Regions from separate parts of the Mus musculus genome. Here region 1 is linked to region 2. A link is a contact called in public HiCAR-type data. All regions are on one chromosome and are shown on one strand. The core of a region is the stretch at or near the end of the contact, and the rest is flanking DNA. Distances in the headings are between cores, read along the strand shown. Region 1 holds the start of Timmdc1 (translocase of inner mitochondrial membrane domain containing 1). Region 2 holds the start of Stxbp5l (syntaxin binding protein 5-like).

Region 1 (5,053 bases), core at 571-3,070, 1.1 Mb after region 2:
GGCAGTGGTGGCACATGCCTTTAATCCCAGCACTTGCGAGGCAGAGGCAGGTAGATTTCTGAGTTCGAGGCCAGCTTGGTCTACAGAGTGAGTTCCAGGATAGCCATGAAACTCATAGAGAAACCCTGTCTTGAAAAACCAAAATAAAAAGCTTTCAAAAATATACAAACTTTTGGGAGGACCTCTGAGAAAAACTAACACATTATTTCTTAAAACAAAGATGATGGGGGCAGAGCAATGGCTCAGCAGTTACCAGCATTAGGGCTTGGATTCCATTCCCACGAGGTAGCTCTCATGGTTATCAGGAAGGCACACAGACATGCACACAGACATACACACAGGCAAGACACTCATACACATAAAATAAAAATAATTTTTAAAAAGAGATGCTGAAACTAATAGAATTATTAAATACAAGTCTGCCAGCTCCCTTGTCCAAATTTATTTATAATCACTTGATAACAGTGTAGTATGGTAAACTACTTCATGAAAAGAGATACTTTCACCATTGATTAATAAATGAATAACGTTAAATAAATATCAGGTGAAAGTAATGCAGGATTAATCATTTACTCCTCACATAGTTTATTTTAGTATCTTCTGCAAAGGGAGATGGAGCTGGGCGTGTAACATCTGTGGCAGATGACCAACCCCCATCAGGGAAAAAAAAAAAAAAAAAAAAGAGAGGCTCGGCCCAGAATCCCAGAAGACCCGGCTGTAATCCCAAAATCTGGGAGGTTGAGAATGGATTGTAGCTTTGAGTTTCAGGCCAGCTTGGTCTACAAGCACAGCAAAACTCTTGTCTCAAAAAGGAGAGTTGGGGGACTAGAGGGATGGCTTGGCAGCTAAGATCGTGTACTAGTTTTACAAAGGATCCGGGTTCAGTTCTTAGAACCCCTGTAACTGTGACTCCAGGTAACTCCAGATCCAGGAGAATCTGACACCTCTGGCTGAGGGCATGTGCACTCTACTGCCCATACCCAAATACCGACCCCCACATACAAGTAGTTCTTAACAATGGAGGTGGGAACAAGGGGGCAGAGCTGCTGGAAGGTGCGGAGAGGAGGAGGAGGAGAACAGTTGTCACTGTTTTTTTTTTTTTTCTTGTGCAAAATAATAATGATAAATTAACAATTCTCTCTGTCCTTCCAGCTTCTGGAGTATATAAAGCCATTACTGACAAAGAAAAATCAAACGAAATACGAAAAAACAATATTAGTGTAGACTTCACAATATAGTTCCCAGTGATACTACATGACAATAATCGAATGAATCCAATTTTTCTAATATGTAAAGTTAGGGTACTGGTTTCACGAGAACGATACTGTCTTAAGAGTGTGACTCTGAGTGAATCCGACTCAGAAGGCTGCATGTCAACCAGGTCGGACACTATCCGGGCAGAGAGAACTTTCAGCGTCGCAGGGACCGCGCGCTGGAGCTCGCCCGGGCTGCGGCCGTCCCCCGAGCATCCCTCCCCACACACCCGAGACATTTTTACTCTTTGGCAAACAGCTGCCGGAGGCGGTCCCATCCGGATTCCAGGGAACCGGGGTCTGAGACACCTGAACGCTGCTCCCGATCCTCCACAAAGCCTGGGGAATCCGCAGCCACCGCACCGGCAGCAAAGACTCGGGGGAAAGGACCCCAGGCTCCGCAAAGGCGGCTGCGGGGAGCGGGCGGCGGCGCGCCCATGGCGCCCTCCTACCCGCAGAGAGACAGACACCCCAGGGTCGGCGGGCACCGTGGGAGAGGGTGACCTGTACAGCCCACTAGCGGCACGTTGGGGGACACTGAACCTCACATCCGGTCCCCAGCCGGCTCACTTCCGGAAGCTCTCGGAAAGGAGACCGGAAGCCCCGCCCCTAGTCGCGCAAAGGCGGGGTGAGGGCGGGGCTCGGGACGTAGAAACTGGAACTGAGAGCTCTTTCGGTAGCGCAGGGTTAGGGATCAGTCGAGCCCCGGAAGTGAGTTGGCGGCCGTTTCGTTTCATCTCAGTGATGTCCTTTGGCGTTTGCGCCCCGTAACTCTGGTCTTCTGGACCTGCTCAGCTTGAAGTGCTCAGGGGCTTAAGTGAGATGGCTCATGTAAGATGCAGAAGGCCACGCAGAAGGGGACAGTACTTTAATCACTGCAAGCGCAGTGGGGAAAGAGGTAGGCGATGCGCTTCTAGGCCACGCCCTGGCGGGCCGGAGGAGCTTCCTGGGCGGAGCAGAGTCTAACCTTAGGGCGCACCCGAAAAGGTCCAAGATTTAAAAACTATTTTTGAAATATCAGCTGTGGGCATTTTTTTCCCCATAACGTGGGCTCCACTACAAGTATCCGTATGCTTACTGCTCCGAGAAGGCAAAAGATCTAGAATTATCATTTAATAACTGAAACTATTATTTCCTGTTTCTTTCAACACAAGACAAAACCAAAAAACTTGTTTACCAAGGTAAAAATATTCCCAATCATTTTGTGTAATTTAGTTATTGGTCGTTACCACAAATCTCATAGTCTTTGCAAACCCTTTCACCTACTATTTTTCTTTTCTAGTTAAAGTACCACAATGAATATACAGCTTGGTGGTGCTCTACAGTCACTTCCACGGAGTACCTAAATAAGTGATTGATTACAAACTTTCATGAGGATATAGTAATAGGATTTGGGAGTTGACTGTGGGACATCTCTACAGATGAGGTTCAGGAAAGTGCCGTGAATGAAGCCCCCATTAGCATTTACTGCAGTGGTATAATTGCCTATTTGCTGATCTCTATCAAGAGGACTGAAGCTGTGCTTTCATCTCTGGATTTGGACTTAGGAATCACCAATCAGTCTATACCATGAAGTAGATGTTAAGTAATTATCTTCTTTGGAGGGAAGGAGGGTCCAAGATAGGGTTTCTCTTGTGTAGCCCTGGCTGTCACATAATTAGCTCTGAAGACCAGGCAGGCCTCCATCTCAGTGATCCACTTGCCTGAAGTAATTAAATGTTGAGTGAATTATTCAGACCCCAATTCCTAGCTCTAGCTTGATGCCTGCTTGGTCTATTTTTCAGAGGTGGTCACTGGGATTAGGGTCCCAGGGCCTGAAAGCCCAACAAAATGAATGTGTTGACTGTCTAGCTTAGCTGTGAGAAGAGCTGAGTGCATTTCTTTGACACATTTGAGGTCCCGGAAATGATCCTTTGCACTTGAACTTTCTAGAATCAGGGTCGACATGAATGAGGACAGGGCAAAGATTGGGCAAACACTAACAAAATCATTTACCTATGGGGATTGGAGAGATGGCTCAGTGGTTAAGAGCACTGGCTGCTCTTCTGAGAGATCTTGAGTTCAATTCCCAGCAACTATATGGTGGCTCACAACCATCTGTAATGGAATCTGATCTTCCCTTCTGATGTGCATGAAGACAGGGTGCTCAAATACATAAAATAAAATGTTAAAAACCATTACATATAGCTCAGATGTCCCCAGGATCCAACATCCTGTAGAGACAAACAAGGTCTTCCTTAGTACCAGATAGATTTCACAAACTCTTCAGCTCCCTTTTCCATTTAGGTGGTCCTGGAAAATGCTCCTATGCCAGGCGAGTGTCCTACCACTCACCTACATCCTAGCCCCAAAGACTCAAAAGCTGCCTTTGGTACCTAGTACCGAGAATTTCCCTAGGCCCTTGGTGATGGTCCATCTCACCGCTCTACCTTAACTCTCTCTCTTACTCAGCCTCCCACATTCTCGAAGCTACCAGACCTTACCTTCCTTTACCAGCAGAGAAACACTCCGCCTCTTCTGTTCTCTGATTTTTGTTTTGTTTTGTTTTTTGTTTTTCGAGACAGGGTTTCTCTGTGTAGTCTTGGCTGTCCTGGAACTTACTCTGTAGACTAGGCTGGCCTTGAACTCAGAAATCCACCTGACTCTGCCTCCCAAGTACTGGGAATAAAGGCATATGCCACCACCGCCCAGCTCTGTTCTCTGATCTTGAAGGGTCTCAAAGCAATACTGTCAGTCAAAATGTAGTCAAAATACCCTCTAACATACACAGCTCTCTCATCCTCAGGACATGGACTTGCTAACAGGAACCATTAGTGAAGGGTTTCAATCATCTCTGTCTAGAACCAACGCTTATCCCTCAGCCCAGCTGAGTTCTGCTCATCAAACCCAACCACTTTTTCCACCCACAGTCACTTTTCTCTTGGGTCAATGGGTTCTCTTTTCCAGGCTCACCAAGTACAACTCTTACAAAACATATTATATTCGGTTATATTGAAAACAATAGTAGTCTTTTCTATAGTAAGTAAATGAGGAGCCAATGGTTACGTTTAGGACCGAACCAGTATTAATGATAACAGAAATCTTCAGAAGTGTGACCATACAAACCATTTTCGAAATCACACACTTGACATACTGTTACCCACCATTCGCATACCATCTACAGTGAGGTACACAGGCAAGAGTCAGAGCCGAGTAACTTTTGTTGTTTTTAAAAACAGATACTCCTTACTACTCCAGGGCAAGTAAGGATCTGAACTGACCCATTTCTCACAGTGTATCTCATCCCCACTGGAGCAAGCAACCGAGCAGTTTAAAAAATAGACTTTAGTTAGGCCAGGCGAGTGTATCCATCCATTCCCACTCACTCATTCCAATAGCTGTTCAGTAACTGCTCTGCGTGAGGCACTGTGCTGATAATGGAGACATCAAGAGCAGAGAAACGTCATTCTCGTCCATCAGTAAGCGTACAGAGCGTGGGGGAAAGAGGCGCGTAACGACAAAGCAGCACGGTGGCACAGAACACAGATGTGAGCCGCCAACTGCCAAGGAGGTTCAGAGGTGATGCTGGAGCCCAAGGATAACCTCATACCGGAGTAAAAGCGAAAGCTGAGTGCTCTATAAATTGCCACTTCATGATATGGTCACATATGAAGACTGCAGTCTCTGCAAACTGAGCTGATCCTGCTGCTACAAATTCAAAATGGCAAAATAAAAGATGTGCAAAAGGTGAGACAGGACCTCATGTAGCCGGGCTCTCCTTGAACTCCTGTGTAGCTGAGGGTGGCCACGAATTCATCTTC
Region 2 (4,811 bases), core at 1,450-3,949:
TATACTAATTTTATCTGAAATAAAATTCTCCTGCATCACTATCACGTTCATTACTTGAGGGTATTAGGATTTTTTTTCAGAATATGGGAAAGGAAATAGAAATAAATAATCAAGACATGATTCTCCTGTGTAGCAATTCAAATTTGGCTTCCAGGGCTCTTTCACATATTTGTTTCAGAACCGCTATTAAGTTCTTCCTTAACTGATATAATATCTATTACTTCATATTGTATTCAAATTTCACACAATTGATTAAATCTATTTAATTCTAAATAAACTTGGGCCTTAAGTAAACTAATAACTATAGATTTGATGTTTTTATAATAAACTTTCTAGGAAGAGCTGAGACAATGACTGAAACTTAACCTGATTTTTCTTATTATGTATTTATATTATGTATTCAATCACATTTATAAAACTATATTCATTTATATCATACAAATGACTTAAAGGTGGTTTTTTTTCTCATATAAGTCATATCAAAATTACACTGAAAGGTAACACCCAAAAAGAGCAATGAAGAAAATATACCATCTCATAAAGTAATACTATAATATCTTTATATAGCAATGTTACATTTTTTTTTTTTTACTATTTCTCATCTTCTTTCCCTGTCCAAAATTCTGCTTGTTCATTGGAAGCTCAAAATCAAAGTATAATGGCCTAAATGTTTTCCTCTGAATCAGAACACGTTGCTTTGCTTTTCTGGGAATTCTGAGTTCTCACAAGAATTGAGCCCATAGGATTTGTATGCTTATCAAGGGTCTAAGATCCCTTTTTTTCTAATATCTAGAATTTTAGAACACTGTCACTGGGCACATTAATCTATTATCTACTTAATTCTAGCAACATGTTGAGAGCCTTATTCATTTTACAACTAGACAGAGAAAAGGAATAACAGTTTCTCAGAATGAAAACCCAGGAAGCCAAATGGCTGTCATTTCTCCTTCAGTTTAGTACGTATACACAAACGTATTTTGTCCACTTATTTGGCTTTAACACCTTGGAAATACTACTTTTTGTGTGTCTTTTCCTTCTCTTTAAAATACCATTGTTGCTTATAAACCGATGCCAAAGTTAATATCTAAAGTGTTTTTATTCATTCAAATCAACTTAGTACTAGGCTCTTTGATACTGACGTCTCAACAATTTCCAGCCCTGCAAATGTATGTGTGTGTGTGTGTGTGTCTCCTTGTTTCTTCACAACAGTAAAGTAGAAATATAACAGGCCCTAAAGCCAATTCAAAACTTACCTTGCAAATCTGGAAATAGTCTGAAGTCAGGCTTTCCTGAATTTCCTCTCTCGGAAGCCCTGCAGTCCCTCCTGGATGGACAGAGCCACTTCCAGCCCCACCACTGTTACTGCCACTGCTGCTACCACTGCCAGGGGAAGAGGCAGTTAAGCCATCCAAAACTTTTCGGAAATTAAACTTCTTCATTTTAAACACTGTCGAAAAATTAAAAGGAAAAGAGAAGTGGTCACAAACATGGAATTTTACGGGGCAAAAGCCTCTATCTTTTCATTAGTCAAGGCAGGAGTAGCTAGTCCCCATTTTATGAGCATTGGATGTAATCGACGGGGAAGAGGGGTTCGGGCTTCATGTCCTCAAATTTTAACTTTAAAAGGGATATCTTTATAAGATAAAGAGAACACAACTCCAAGAGCAACAGTATTCCTTCCTTCGCACATTCAGATTTTCAAGGGCTTTATCCCCAGCTGTAGCTATGCTTTATCAGCACTGGGGTAAAAATAAAAGGCCGTGTCATCATCGTCATTAGCATTATATCATCATTATTATACAATCAAACCAGAGCCCAACAGACCAAGACCCTATGGACTGTTCTGAAAGGGGGGCTTTCCTTCTTCAGGGTCAACTCATAAATTTTTATTATCGGAAAAAACGATGTTGTAGGGGAACCAGTATTTACTCTTCCACCATGTTTGGGGCTCCCCCCCACACAATCCCATCATCTTCAAAGCTTCCTTTTTCTCAATAGAAACTAGGGGACAGGAAAAAAAATGGCTTTTTTCCATCCCATATACCCAAAAACCTAGACCCCAAAACATCTGCGGTGACTCACGGCCACAGCCGACGGGAGGGGCGAGCGGGGACCGCCTGCCTCCACCTGTCCCCAGCTCCTCTCTTCTGCCCCTCTCCCGCCTCTGGTCTCCCGTGTCCCCTCCCCGCCCGGCTCCCCCTCTGCACAGCAGCGGCTCTCCGGGGGATGTGAGGCGGTGACGCCTGCGGCCCGAGTCCCGCCTCAGCCTGCGGGGCGCGCAGAGCTGGCTCTCTCGCTCCCTCCCAGCCAAGCAGGGCGCTGAGGCTACCACCGCGGGCTACGAGCCCTGGAGCCCTCACAGACAGCCGGGAAGCCACACGCACCTCAGACAGCTGCGCGGGCGCGCTCTCCCTCTTGCACAGGCACACACACACACACACACACACACACACACACACACACACACACACACACACAGGCGTGCGCACAGGTGTGAGGGCAAGCCGCGATGGGACAGCACGGGTGTCCCTGGGGACCCCAGACTTAGCACCTTCCTCAGACGCCACTAGCCGCCGGCCAGCCCGTGAGGCGGAGGGCGCGGAGGCTGCAGGCTCACAGGCGGGCGAAGGTCCAGCCCGGATCCGGCCGCTTCTCGGGTCCCTCTGGTCCTGGTGCCTGGCGCTCTCCGAGGTCCTAACCGAGCGGGCGGGTCTGTCTCAGGCTCCGCCCCCGCCGTGGGAGGTAGGCCCCGCCCCAGTCGGCCCGCACCCTCCTCCCTCCCAGACTCTCGCGCCGGGGGCGGGGCACTCTGGGCACCAGGGGGGCGGGACATCCTCTCGCCAATCACAAGCTCCACTGACCTAAGTCTTAGGGATTCCAGGCAGGAAAGAAGTTTGGGGATAGGTCAGAGAAAAAGCCAGTGACAGGAGGAGGGGATCATTTAGGAAAGTAGGTGATGTATTTGATTGACAGCCATACTAGCCAGTATGCCTTGGCGCCGTGCTTTGGGGGCTGTAATTGGTGCTACCTGTTGAAGGACGCAAGTGTGAATCAATAGAATGCTTGCAAGCTTGAGAACTTGCGCTCCGGGAGTCCCAGGCTGCAGAAAGGGTTACCTTAGGTCGTGCTCTGGACTGTATTGTGGACCCGGCTTTTGGACCGGGCTTATTTTGCAGCCTTCCCCCACCCCCCAGCACCCCTTGAATCTATTTCTGCTCACCAGGGCCAGGTGCATCTAATAGACGATCTCGCTGCCCTGCTATATGCGTTGAACGTAGATTTGTAAATAATCCCTACAAACTGTTAGTTCTCTCCATTAAGTCATCTGTACCAAAATGAATTGGTTTTCGGTGGAAATGTTGGCTTCCAAATCTTAAGGAAATGATTTGCCTACTTTATACAGCCTATGGAAATAGACCAGCGTTCCCCTTCTCCACATAGACAAATTAAATTTTTGAGGAAACATTTCTCTCAAATCATGACAAGATGCATCTTAAGCTTTTTTCTCATTTGAATCATTTTGGAAAATACTCTATTCCATACAGGAAAAAGAAACATCGCACCATTGTGAAGAAGGTGATGTAGTTCTGAGCCCTGACTGGCTTTTGGTAAAAGGCTCAAGGTCCATAACTAACTGTACACTTTAATCTAAGCAACAGGGATCATTAGAAATCGTCCCAAATATTTACTGTCCTACATCTTAGGTATGAAACACCACTTCCAGACCCATCCCTTTCTCTGTCAGAGATGAGAGGGGAGAAAGGGAAGACTTGAATGCCTTATGAATTACTCAGGCAAATAGCAAAGAAACCATGGCGATCAAATCGCGCTCAGATTTTCGGAAACTCAGCTCGGTATTCACATTCTCATTTTGAATGTTCTACTCCTTAACACTTGCAGCACTTCTTTTTGTAACCCTCTCACACTTTCACGGTCAAACCCAGATAGTGATTTTCTTAATAACCATTAAGGAGTAGAACTTTGTGCTTCTAGTTAATTTAGTACCTGGCACAGTATTTCTCTTAGAAAGAGCATTCAAAGGGCTTTAGACAATGGATTAGTTACTGGCTATAAGATAAAGATTTATGAGATGATATCTAACTTATCATGCTTGGGAGGAGTGAAAAATAAGTATGGAAACAAATTTCATATGTGTTATAAACTGGATCTTGAAGTGCTTCTAAATCCTATATCAGATACCTAACAATACCTGTCTTTTGCTGTCTCCTGTTGCCTTTTTTTTTTTTTTTTTTTTCCTTTCTGGCCCATTGTTCATTTCCAAACATCGGAGTTAATGAGAGCTAAAAGATTTTCTTCCTCTTTTTACGTCTAGCTTTTCTTTGAAAGGAGGCGATTTGGTGAGTTAACCATTATTAAATAGAGTGATGGATTTAGAATGCTTTCTTTGCTTCAGCAAAATTTGACCTACCTACTTAAGGGTCAATATGAAAACAAGCCCACAGCATGTGGAGGTCTGGCCTTTTGGTAAAAGTGAAGGAAGAAGATATTCCAGTTCAGCAAAGAGACATAAAATGTTTACAAACAAAACTTAGGTCACTCATCACAAGCATCATACTATCACAAATGTATTCTATGAAAAAAAAAAAAAACCAGAACTGATAAAGGAAAAGCATATTAAACAAGTTAACAAAGATCATGAAGGGAATTCAACAACCTGCTAAGTTAAAAAAAAAAGCTATAAAACACACAGCAGTCCAGATGGGATGACAAATAGGTATGAAAAGTAGAAGAAATGTTGTGTCAAAATATACACGTTTCCAATAAATATTAGAAAGTTAAAACAGCTGGTA

The links. HiCAR-type assays count read pairs that join an accessible place to other places.
Region 1: a contact with region 2 is called in a HiCAR-type map of astrocytes, with 4 times the contacts expected there. The contact joins the promoter of Timmdc1 here to the promoter of Stxbp5l in region 2. A contact is called at or near these places in 2 of 39 promoter capture datasets (cranial neural crest and hippocampal neurons) and 1 of 115 datasets of contacts at active chromatin or transcription factors (astrocytes).

What each region holds. Positions count from the first base shown.
Region 1 is chr16:38,520,843-38,525,895 of GRCm38.p6, forward strand. Timmdc1 (translocase of inner mitochondrial membrane domain containing 1) reads right to left here and starts at 1,821. Exons shown (of 7, transcript NM_024273.2): 1 at 1,499-1,821. The coding sequence starts at 1,692. It overlaps Poglut1 (protein O-glucosyltransferase 1), which reads right to left. Exons shown (of 11, transcript NM_172380.4): 11 at 4,216-5,053.
Region 2 is chr16:37,382,259-37,387,069 of GRCm38.p6, forward strand. It overlaps Stxbp5l (syntaxin binding protein 5-like), which reads right to left and starts at 2,700. Exons shown (of 28, transcript NM_172440.3): 1 at 2,552-2,700; 2 at 1,254-1,447. The coding sequence starts at 1,439.